Linked DNA regions of Hordeum vulgare: region 1 is linked to region 2. A link is a contact called in public Hi-C data. All regions are on one chromosome and are shown on one strand. The core of a region is the stretch at or near the end of the contact, and the rest is flanking DNA. Distances in the headings are between cores, read along the strand shown.

Evidence for each region. Hi-C and Micro-C count contacts between places; a contact is called where the count stands out from the background.
Region 1: a Hi-C map of seedling shows a contact between it and region 2, with 6 times the contacts expected there. The contact joins the promoter of LOC123401228 here to the promoter of LOC123401530 in region 2. A contact is called at or near these places in 3 of 6 Hi-C or Micro-C datasets (leaf and seedling).

The regions. Positions count from the first base shown.
Region 1 is chr6H:332,338,912-332,344,348 of MorexV3_pseudomolecules_assembly, forward strand. LOC123401228 (serine/threonine-protein kinase AFC2) reads right to left here and starts at 2,641. Exons shown (of 12, transcript XM_045094967.1): 1 at 2,404-2,641; 2 at 1,573-1,759; 3 at 1,454-1,480; 4 at 1,175-1,328; 5 at 1,016-1,064; 6 at 805-919; 7 at 536-627; 8 at 274-430; 9 at 117-181; 10 at 1-39. The coding sequence starts at 2,499. LOC123401229 (rhodanese-like domain-containing protein 11, chloroplastic) reads right to left here. Exons shown (of 10, transcript XM_045094969.1): 5 at 5,232-5,271; 6 at 5,070-5,144; 7 at 4,453-4,540; 8 at 4,316-4,383; 9 at 3,880-3,952; 10 at 3,406-3,783. The coding sequence ends at 3,700.
Region 2 is chr6H:331,430,210-331,436,058 of MorexV3_pseudomolecules_assembly, forward strand. It overlaps LOC123401530 (elongation factor Tu, chloroplastic), which reads left to right and starts at 4,070. Exons shown (of 1, transcript XM_045095358.1): 1 at 4,070-5,814. The coding sequence starts at 4,227. The coding sequence ends at 5,636.

The DNA.
Region 1 (5,437 bases), core at 1,391-3,890, 910 kb after region 2:
ATGCTCCAAATTTTCATGGGTTTGAAACAGCGCCTCTCCCTGCAGTACCTCTGGTAACTCAAAAACTCTGTCCTTGTGATTTTGATAGCAGATGAGAGTAAGCCCCAATGACGTACCGTGCAGAGTTCAACTAGTATACAACCAACGCTCCAGATATCACATGGGTAACTCCATCCAAGTCCTAAACAACATCCACCATGGCAAATATAAATTAACTTACAACCGCAAAATTTGGCTGAAGGGAAGAGCCTTTGCACTGGACAAGAAAGATACCCAGGATAACTTCCGGGGCCCGATAATGCCTAGTAGAAACTACATAGGTCTGGTCCTGCTGGTCATATGTTGTGCTGCCAAAATCAATAACCTTTATTGAACTGGACTTGGGCACACGTTTGTAGTAGGATCCCTCCTTTGGTGAACGGGATGAAACCTAGCAGTTAGTAGCAACGAATTAGCACAGACAGCATACACAATAAACTAATAAGTTGAATAATTTATAACTGCAAGGCCAAGTTAGTAAAAGAATAAAGTATACTTTGTAATCAGGAACTTTAATGTACTCCGGAGAAACAAGAAGAATGTTCTCGGGCTTTAAATCAGTGTGAATGAGGCGCAAATCATGCATAACTGCAACACACATTACAGAGAAGATAAATATTTGACAAAAGCACGTTAGATAATCCTAGCGATGATGATCAAATAATAAACAACAGTCATCAACAGATGACACCCTAAAATAATGGAATAATGATCTAAAATAGCATACTACTGCAGGTATAAGGGGTAGCAGAAGTGTGCACACACATGCTAGACATTCCAACAGTTGTTTGGCAACCTCCCGAACTATGGCAACTGGGAATGAGCGGTAACTGTTTTTCCGCAGAAAATCATATAAGCTTGGTCCAAGCTTCTCACAGACCTGCCCACCATTCATTCAAATTCACCAATGTTTAAGCTCAGGGTTATCTCTTTGTAGTTAGTTGATAACTCTGCCATAATCTAATGATGTACTTACAATACAGATATGGTTACGATAGTCAAACCAGTTCCGAATTTGAACACAACTGCAAAATAGACCAGCTTATATACAGGCAATCTTAACAAAGTAAATCACACAGACGAGACAACACAATATACACAACAGGAATTGTGATAAGTGAAACTGAGGACTCACCTGGATCTGCTCTTTTCATATTTACAAAGCTGCTCGAGCATGCCAATTTCTATCATTGCAGCATCCCTGTACTTCTTAATGCCTCTGATGATCTTAATAGCCACCATTTCTTTCCGTTCCCTGTCCCAACATTCCAACACCTGACCAAAGGTACCTGATGTATTTGCAAACACAATCAATTATGAGCATATCCTGCCGACGTCAACAAGAGCAGTGTGCAAGAAACGCCTTGAGAATTCCAATATATCAACAGATGTAAAGGCTGCTGTCCGAACTGACCTTCACCCATTTTTGCATTAATCCTATCTGCAAGCATAAATACAATCCATAAGAACAAAGATATGGAAAACGCTATTCAGTTCTGAAATAAACAAACAAGCTTGTGATAAGGTAATTACAGCGAGATGTGAGGTTGTCTCCCACAGCAAAAACATAGTGCCCATCCTTGTCATCTTCTCTCAGAGGAGGGGTCGCAAAACGAAAAAGCTCTTGGGCCTCCTGAGAGGAAACAATGCCACCTGAAGAAAGCCCCATCGTCATAGCACTAATTGCATTTGCGACTTCTTCCCCACACAATTTTTTTAGCTGCACCAGAAGACAATTATGAAAGATTAGGAACAGAGAAAGCTTGTAAAAGAAATTCCATTTTGCAACAACCAAATTCAGGATATAAATTACGTTACAGACTGTAAAATATTGCAATTGCTACAAAAAATCTGCATGGTCAAAAACTGGAGGAATCTGACAGGGTTGGACATAGTCATATGCAAATCTTCAGGGAACAATCCATTACTTAAGCACAACAGATTATAATGAACAACAGCACATCGACATAAGTGCAAACAACATACTTGATCCTCGTCCGTTACGTTTTTTTTTACAGAATAGCATGCAAACCCTCATGAACGGATCCAAAGGGCGTGCAAATTATTGAGAAACTAGGGAATATATACACCTATGATATATTAATAATATCAAGAAAATTAAAGTACCATTCGGCCAACCCACGCCCTAATACGGAGACTGGAGAAAAGTATAGCAAACGCACTCGAATCTAAGTAGAAACGAGGCTCTACTTCCGGAGATCTGCATATTATTATGCTACCTGACGAAACGATTGAAATCGACATCACAGCAACTACTAGTAGTAATCAACGCAAACAAGCCACTCCATCGCTAGATCTGCAACGTAAAAGGGGCAAAAGCGCGTCCGGATCGGGGGGGTATACCTGAGGGATCTCGGGGCCGACATCCCAGCCAAGGCGCTGCCGCTTGCGCGGGCGGCGGTCGAGCGGCGCGTGCGGCATCTCGGCAAGGCACTCCATCGCTAGATCGATTCTACCCTCTACCGAACGAAGCTCTCGAGACGACGGCGGCGGGGACAATTGCTTTGGTCACAGACGAACGAATTGCGTGCGTCTCTAACCCTAAGCCCCGCAGTTTATGGCGAGAGGGGAAAGAGATTAGGTGGCTCGCGGTGACGGGCCCGGGAGCAACCCGCCTACAGGCTGTGCCGCTGACGGGTCCGGGCCATGTTCGGTTTGCGGGCCAGACCAGTTACGTGGCCCACTCGTCCGCCATATACCAGCGGAGGCGTGGGTAAGAGTTTCGGTGGGTGTGGTAGACGCGTCCCTCGCTAGGGGCGTGGACCGCTCGTTCCTCCCTCCGTTGCGCCGTGCTTTTGCCGATCGGATTCGTGCACGCAGTTTCGCTACCAAGCTATCCGCCCACTCCCAGTGACGCGTGGGACCAAATCCAGGTTTGGCCCAGATGTCAGATGGATCGGTGTCCGTCTCGGTTTGGTAGATCAAACAACGAAGGCCAAAACCATGAGCCCCACGCTCGTCTATCGGAACTGGTTGGGTTATGAAAAAGGGATATATTAAACTCACGACAGGCAGCGCTACTCATCTGATACTGACATGTGGACCAGAAGCTACGGAGGCCCACCGTTCAATGACTACCTTCCCGAACGCACTCGCAGAATTGGGAACATATAACTGCGGTTCGGGCTTCTAACCCTGGTTGAGTTACGGAAAAGGGATATTCGGCACCTCAACCCCCGGTTAGGGTTTCTAACCCGAGTTAGGTCATGAAAAAGGAATATTCGGCACCTAAATCCCCAGGGCATATAATCAGATTCCCCAATACAAACCCGAACAAGGAACCAACCGCCAGGACGGAAATATCCTCTCCACATCCACACATGTGCTATTTTGAGACTCATGATCTTCCAACAGGATTTTCAACTGAACAATTCCACGAAGATCATCAGATTATCCTGTTTGGCCCGAATTTGTGCAACTCATCAAGTCCAAATGAGGCTCTAGTTCATAACTAGATTTTTTTTTTCGATAAGAGGTCATAACTAGATACTTCTACAAGACAGCATTTAGTCTCTGTGTGCTAACATGGCAGGCAATTGTCTCCTCGTGCACTTGTTTGGGGTCTCTCTCAAGATGAACGCAGAAATGCCGCCTTTAAGTTAGCCTCAACACCACAGCATCTTCCTCGGAATCGATCAGTTAATGAGGCTGTAACTGTTGAAGTAGAGGGCCAATACTTTGAGCACCCACGAACAGAGCATCTGCTAGCACAATTGCCCCAACCTGTGTAGTTCGAGGAAGAAGAAGAAGAATGGTTAAAGACCTTTCCTTTGCAGACAAAAGTTAAGGAGTACACGCATATTTTTTTAAACGAATTACCAATCGGCCCGTGAAGAGCAGCCGATATCCCCATCCTTCCTTTGCAGCCTGTGCACGTTGCTGATCCGTCCAGCTGAAACCAAGTTGTCAAAAAAGATTCAGGATTAGTACCCTAGTGGATGTCATTCACTAACAATGCTGAATGCTTTTGTGGAATGCTGAAACATTTTTTTATCATCTCAGAAATGATTAGAAAACCTCAACCTTAATCTGATCGCTCAAGTCTTATCTACATGTGTTAATGTGTACACATGCTTATCTACATGTGTACTGTAATCTGATCGCTCAAGTCTTATTAGGTTGGTGGCAAGCTCATAGCTTGTATCTCACAGGAAAATCCTCAACCTTAATACAAGGCCTTGGTGCACACATTTTGGTGAGGAAAATAACACTGTCACACTGACATTATCATAGGTGTTGAGGTCCTGGAACTTACCCAAAAAATTCAGAAACCCCACCAATACCAGCAAGCTTGAATGGTTGGGAACCTTCCCGCTCAAAGTCCTATAAAGAGAAAAAAAAAACATGAAATTAATATAACTCCAAAATAGCAGATCATACGATGACTCCTACCTCCTCTTCAGCAGCTTCCAATCCTCCTTGTACCCAGAATAAATTTTCGAAGCCACCATTGTAAAGTTGCTCTGCGGCAGCAATTGATCTGCCAAAAAGTTTGGGGGATATCAAAACCGACAGTCAAAAATCCACACCAGACGTTGAATCGCACATGTTCTACGTTGGACACTACAAGATGTAGCAGTAGCACCAATATGATGGGCATCTGCAACCTTAAATTACTAGCACTGCAAGTAGTGGCTTTCCAGCACAAGGACTGAAACTGTGATATTTTGTCCAAGATTTAGGTTGTTGAAATAGCATCTTGTGTCTTGTGTGCGTGAGCAGCATACCACACAAAACTCAAGTTTAAGAAGTGGTATGCGCTGCTGTCCAGGAAAACGGTAGACACCTTTTTGTCACATGGTGAGTCCAAATATAGCACACAAAAAAAGTACTCTATAAAGAGCACAAGATGATTTACTTCCACAAAGGCCAGCAAGGTGAAAAGGTATTAATATGTGTTGTCAGTGTGTCATGCAGTACAAGTCCAGCATCAGAAACTCAGAAAATGAGCTAACAAGCGGTACAAATCCAACATCAGAAACTGAGAAAGTGAGCTAACAAGCAATTACCTCAGTCCCTTCTGGCATACTAGGATGATATCTGTATCTTTTGAGAACTTCTCCTCGACCTGTTGTACAAAGTTCCTAGGAATTTGTTGCAAAGTCATTCAATCTAATTGGTATTAAAATACAATTCACGAGAGGGCCAAGTTTAACATATGTCAAGCATACTTATTGAATGACATTGTTGAGCTGCCACTCCACCAGCCACCTATGCAAGAGTGATGAGAGTTCAGTCACACTTGAAGTCGAGAACTACAAATGGCGGTACTATATGAGTTGAAACGTTACAAACGATGGTTTTCTTCTATGAGTTGAAAATAAGTCAATACATCTTGAAAGAAAAGGCATGTTTTACATCTCATAACTGTGTTTGA
Region 2 (5,849 bases), core at 2,820-5,319:
CCGGTGCTCTCCTTTGGCCTATATTTAGAGTCCCGAGAGGAAACCCGTCCACAACTTCTGGAATCGCAAATTTCTCCATCGTTCTGCCGCCGTAGCGCTTCCGAGATCGGGAGCGTCAGGAGACCTCTTCCCGACACCCTGTCGGAGGGAGGATTGACCTCTGGGAGCTTCTCCACTGCCATGGACGCTTCCCGGACGTGTCGTGAGTAGTCCTCCCTGGACCATGAGTCCATGACCAGTAGCTATGTGATGTCTTCTCTCCAATCTTGTGCTTCAGTGATTAGCCCTTGCGAGCTGCCCTACATGATCAAGGCATCTATGTAATTCTCTTGCTATTTCTATGCTCGGTTTGTTGGGATCTGATGGATTATGAGATTATGTTTAGATTGTTATGAGTTATATATTTGATTATACTTTTATATTATGTTCCTTAGTGATTTATGCATGTTCTCCATTGCTATTTATTGCTTTGGCCGAGTAGTAGATTGTAACTCCAAGAGGGAGCATTATGCATGATTGTGGGTTCATGCCCCTCGATGTCTAGCTTCAGTGACAGGAACATGAGACTAGGGGATGTGCTTGTTCCCACTAGGGAGAAAACAACGATGCTTGCGACCACGGTTGGAAGGATTGTTTACCTTACGCATAGTTCGTTAATGCAGTTGTCCGTTGCTTTGAGTTTACACTTTGGGTGGGGCTCGCAACTTAATACCGGCGAGATGTTCTGGATACATATCTCAAGGTGGATGATTAGTAAGTAGATGCTGATGAATAAACGGTCTACTTATCTTGGCATGCTGCCCATTACTATTGAACCTCTAAATATCAAGTAGCATAATTAGCATTGCGGTGCGATCATAATTCTGTCAATTGCCCAACTGTGATTTTTTTACCCAAGCATAGTTGTTTATCGTCTTTTGGAGAGAGACATCACTAGTGAACATCATGTGACTCCGGTCCATATCACCATCATTGTTTACACCTTCATCATTTACCGCCTTCATTTACTTTTCAGTTGCAACCACAGACGCCACGAGGGTTTCCGGAATGGTCTAGAAACGAAGATTGATATATAGGAAGTTGGTGTTTGGATTCCGGAAAGTTTTCGGGCATTGCCCGCAGTGTACCGGGAGTGACGAATGGGTTCCGGGGGCCCACTGGGTGGGCCCACCATGCTCCAATGGGTCCACGTGGGTTTATTGGATGTACAATAAGGTATAATGGGCTGACAAAGTCATCCAAGGAAATCCCATGAGGAAAAAGCGGAAAAACCAAAAGAGGTGGGAAAATAAGGAAGGAGTCCTAATCCAAGTGAGATTGGAGAAGGACTCCTCCCTCCCACTTCGGCCGACCCAAGGAGGGTTTCCTTGGTGTGCCAAGGCTGCCCAAGGCTGCCTCTCCCCTCCTCCTATATATACTAGAGGTTTAGGGTTGTTTGAGACACAACTTTGCCACGTGCAACTCAAACCTACACCTCGTAGTTCTTCCTCTAAATTAGATTTCTACGGAGCTCGGGCGGAGCCCTGCAGGAATAGATCATCACCAACACCGGCGCGCTATCACGCTGCCGGAGAACTCATCTACTTCTCCATCTCTCTTGCTGGATCAAGAAGGCCGAGATCGTCATCGAGTTGTACGTGTGCTGAACGCGGAGGTGTCGTCCGTTCGGTGCTAGATCGGAACGGGTCGTGGGACGGATCATGGGACGATGGTGATTTGAATCACGAAGTTGTACCACTACATCAACCGCGTTTCTTAATGCTTCCCGCTGAGCGATCTATAAGGGTATGTGGATCTAATCTCCTCTCGTAGATGAACATCACCATGATAGGTCTTCGTGTGCGTAGGAAATTTTTTGTTTCCCATGCAACGTTCCCCAACAAGATGGCATTCTTCATGATGTGGGGGCCACCATGCTTGAGGCTCGCTGAGCTGCTACTCATGCACCATAGCTCCAACCATTGATTTAAAAAAGCAAACTATCCTTATTTTAGTTATGGAGAGTTACTTGATTCTTATGGAGTCAACCAAAAGATTTAATCACTCTTTGCGTATGCAAATGACATCTATTATCATTGTACAATTCTTGTTCTACAAGTACTCGTGTGGGTCAAAATCTGATCCATAGATCGTCACAAATTAAGTATTAACATTAATAATTGCTACATCATGATAACAAGTGGAACCTGTAGTAAGAAAACACATGCAGTGTTAAGAACTGTGTAGTATGAGAATTTTACAACATGGTAAAATCAATTTAGAACTAAAAGCCCCTATATAATTTAACTGTATCAAAATACAATTTGGCCAGACTTAAGACGCATTGTCTAGACAATGTGCTCCGAAAGTGCAGATAACTTCCTTATACAAGTTGCTTTAGTACAATAAAGACATTCATAAAGGCCTCAAGCCAATACCAATTTCTTTCTTAACAACAAAACAACTTGTGCAAACCACCTTTTCATTAGTATTCCTAACATTATAAATGAAGCTGGAGCAAAACTAACCCCTCAAAACATATTTTGGCTAAATATAAGACTTCCCTAACGTTTTAAACAATCACAGTACCATCAAGAAAACAATAGAGGAGCAGCCCAAAGTCTGTAGTGTATGCACATTTGTATTTTACAAAACTCAAATTCATGAGAGTTCTTTAGTATGCTAGTGGCACATACAGTTCCAACATACTAAAGGTTAGGGAAAGAGAACCATCACCATCAAATAATTTTATTAGTATATGTATCTTCTATTTGTCAACAACCTAGCTAAACCTGGATATTATAGAAATCAGTAGCACATGAGATGTTGTACACTTGTATTTGTTATCAATATAGTATGAACAACTACATAGTTCCATAGTTCCTCAAAGTTCATGAGTCAAAAAAAGTTGCCGCATGTGTTGGTGAGATGGTCAACGATTTAGATGAATTTCAGCCCCTCAGATTACTATGGGTGACAAACCTTCAAAGGCAACAAACTGGGGCTCACTATAGGTATGGTATGGTTGGAGCCTAGTCAGAAGCAATTGTTCAGGCCTAATTTGACATAATTTAAAGCAACAAAGTAGTGAATCTCCATATTAGTATGGATGACGGACCTCCAGAGGCGGCAGGGTGGTGCGACGATGTAGAGGAACTCGAAGACCGAGGTGCGGCAGTCCCATCCCGGGGCATCGGCGCCGGCAGTCCCATCCTAGGGCGCCGGGGGCGTGCTGCTGCCCCACTGCTGTTGCTAGAGAGCGGCGGGAGGGGTGGGGCTGAGCGACAGGAGGGGACGAGCGAGTGGGTGGACGGGTGGCGGGTGGAGGAGGGGCTGAGCGGGCGGAGGGAGGCGGCGGGCGGGGCGAGCAGGGGGAGGCGGCAAGCGGGGTTGAGCGGGTGGGTGAGCCGGAGGGTGCGGGGAGGGAAGGCGGGGTTGAGCGGGTGGGCGAGCCGGAGGGTGCGGGGAGGGAAGGCGGGGTTGAGCGGTTTAGGTCGCGAAGAAAAAAAACGAGGTGTGGGCCGCTCGCGGGGCTTCACGGTGTCAATGAAGGATTTCGTTAACGATGAATTTAGATCATTGATTATCTAATTATTGATTGGATCTGTCCTTTCAGCCGTTTTTAGGGTAGTAAATAAAATGGCACGAAAGCCTTTTTGATAAATATATACATTGAGTTTTTGATACCCATGAAATACCATGGTGCGTAAGCTCCTGTGTCTTTACTGGAATTCGTAATAAAATTAAAACGTGCCTAATTGTAAACAACCACTTTCTTACAGAAAAAAGTGCAAACAATCAGGGTCACTCCTGACTCCTCCAGAAAATATGCACCCTTTGTGTTTTCCCGTAAAACGAAGAGAAGGTGGAGGCGGAAGGGCAGAAAGGCAAGGCTGGCATTCGGCGCGACGAGGCGGAACCTGGGCCGCACCCCTATTCCATTATTCTGGCCCAAAAGGACCAGATTTCCATCCATTTCGCGTTCCGAGTTCCCCGACACGGCGGCGAGACACGGCGCGATGCATCCAGCGCCTCACGATTCGGCCCTCGCCCTCGCCTAATCCGTGGCCCTCCCCTTATCCCCCAAATCCAATCCTCACCCTTCTTCTCTAGATAAGCGAACCCCTCTTCCTTCGCCCTCTCGCCCCCTCTCCCTATCCATCCCATCCTCTCCTCTTCCCCCACCCCGCGCACCCGCGGCAGCACCACCGGCTAGCTCCCCCCTCCCGCCAGAGAAGCCGTCCCCCATGGCCTCCCTCGCCGCCGCCTCCGCCTCCACGGCGCTCCTCTTCCCGCCCTCCACCTCCTCCTCCAAGCCCCGCCTCCCGCTCTCCACCTCCCTCGGCTTCTCCGCGCCCGCGCGGTCACGCCGCGCCACTGCGGCGGCGGGGAGCTCCGGCAGGCGCCCGGGGCTGCTCGTGGTGCGCGCCGCCAGGGGAAAGTTCGAGCGGAACAAGCCACACGTCAACATCGGCACCATCGGCCACGTCGACCACGGCAAGACCACCCTCACGGCCGCGCTCACCATGGTGCTCGCCTCCGTCGGGGGCAGCGCGCCCAAGAAGTACGACGAGATCGACGCCGCCCCCGAGGAGCGCGCCCGTGGTATCACCATCAATACCGCCACCGTCGAGTACGAGACGGAGACGCGCCACTACGCGCACGTCGACTGCCCCGGCCACGCCGACTACGTCAAGAACATGATTACCGGGGCTGCCCAGATGGACGGCGCCATCCTCGTCGTCTCCGGCGCCGACGGCCCCATGCCGCAGACCAAGGAGCACATCCTTCTCGCTAAGCAGGTCGGTGTCCCCAGCATTGTTGTTTTCCTCAACAAGAAGGACCAGGTCGACGACGAGGAGCTGCTTGAGCTCGTCGATCTCGAGGTCCGTGAGCTGCTCACGGCCTATGAGTACGATGGTGACAATGTGCCAATCGTCTCCGGCTCTGCACTCAGAGCGCTCGAGGCCCTCATGGCCACCCCTGGCCTCAAGCGTGGGGATAATGAGTGGGTGGATGGCATCTTCTCCTTGATTGACTCCGTGGACACCCATATCCCTGTACCGCAGAGGCAGACAGACCTGCCCTTCTTGCTCGCTGTTGAGGATGTCTTCTCCATCACCGGTCGTGGTACAGTTGCCACTGGCCGTATCGAGCGTGGCACCGTCAAGGTTGGGGACCCAGTCGACCTCGTCGGCATCAGGGAGACCCGCAATGCCACGGTCACTGGTGTTGAGATGTTCCAGAAGACCATGGATGATGCCATTGCTGGGGACAATGTTGGCCTGCTGCTCCGTGGTATGCAGAAGGAAGACATTGAGAGAGGCATGGTGTTGGCAAAGCCGGGTTCCATCACGCCACACACCAAGTTTGAGGCAGTTGTGTATGTGCTCAAGAAGGAGGAGGGTGGCCGGCACTCCCCATTTTTCCCTGGTTACCGTCCGCAGTTCTACATGCGGACTACTGATGTCACGGGGAACGTGACAAACATTATGAATGACAAGGATGAGGAGGCCAAGATGTGCATGCCGGGTGACCGTATCAAGATGGTTGTGGAGCTCATCCAGCCTGTGGCTTGTGAGCAGGGAATGAGGTTTGCCATCCGTGAAGGCGGCAAGACAGTCGGTGCAGGTGTCATCAATAACATCATTCAGTAAAGTGGATGGAGGATATCCACCGTGAGAATTTTCCTCATTTACTCTTTTGCGAAATGCTATGTAGTTGTTATTATGCGTTTAGGGAAGGCTCTTGTGAAATTGTAGTATGGCACATTTTTCTTCAAGTGAAATTGCATACTTTGTAGTATTCACGACAAAGGTACATCTTGATCTGTCATCTGTCGTTACGGGCTTGACTGTTGGCCATTTTGT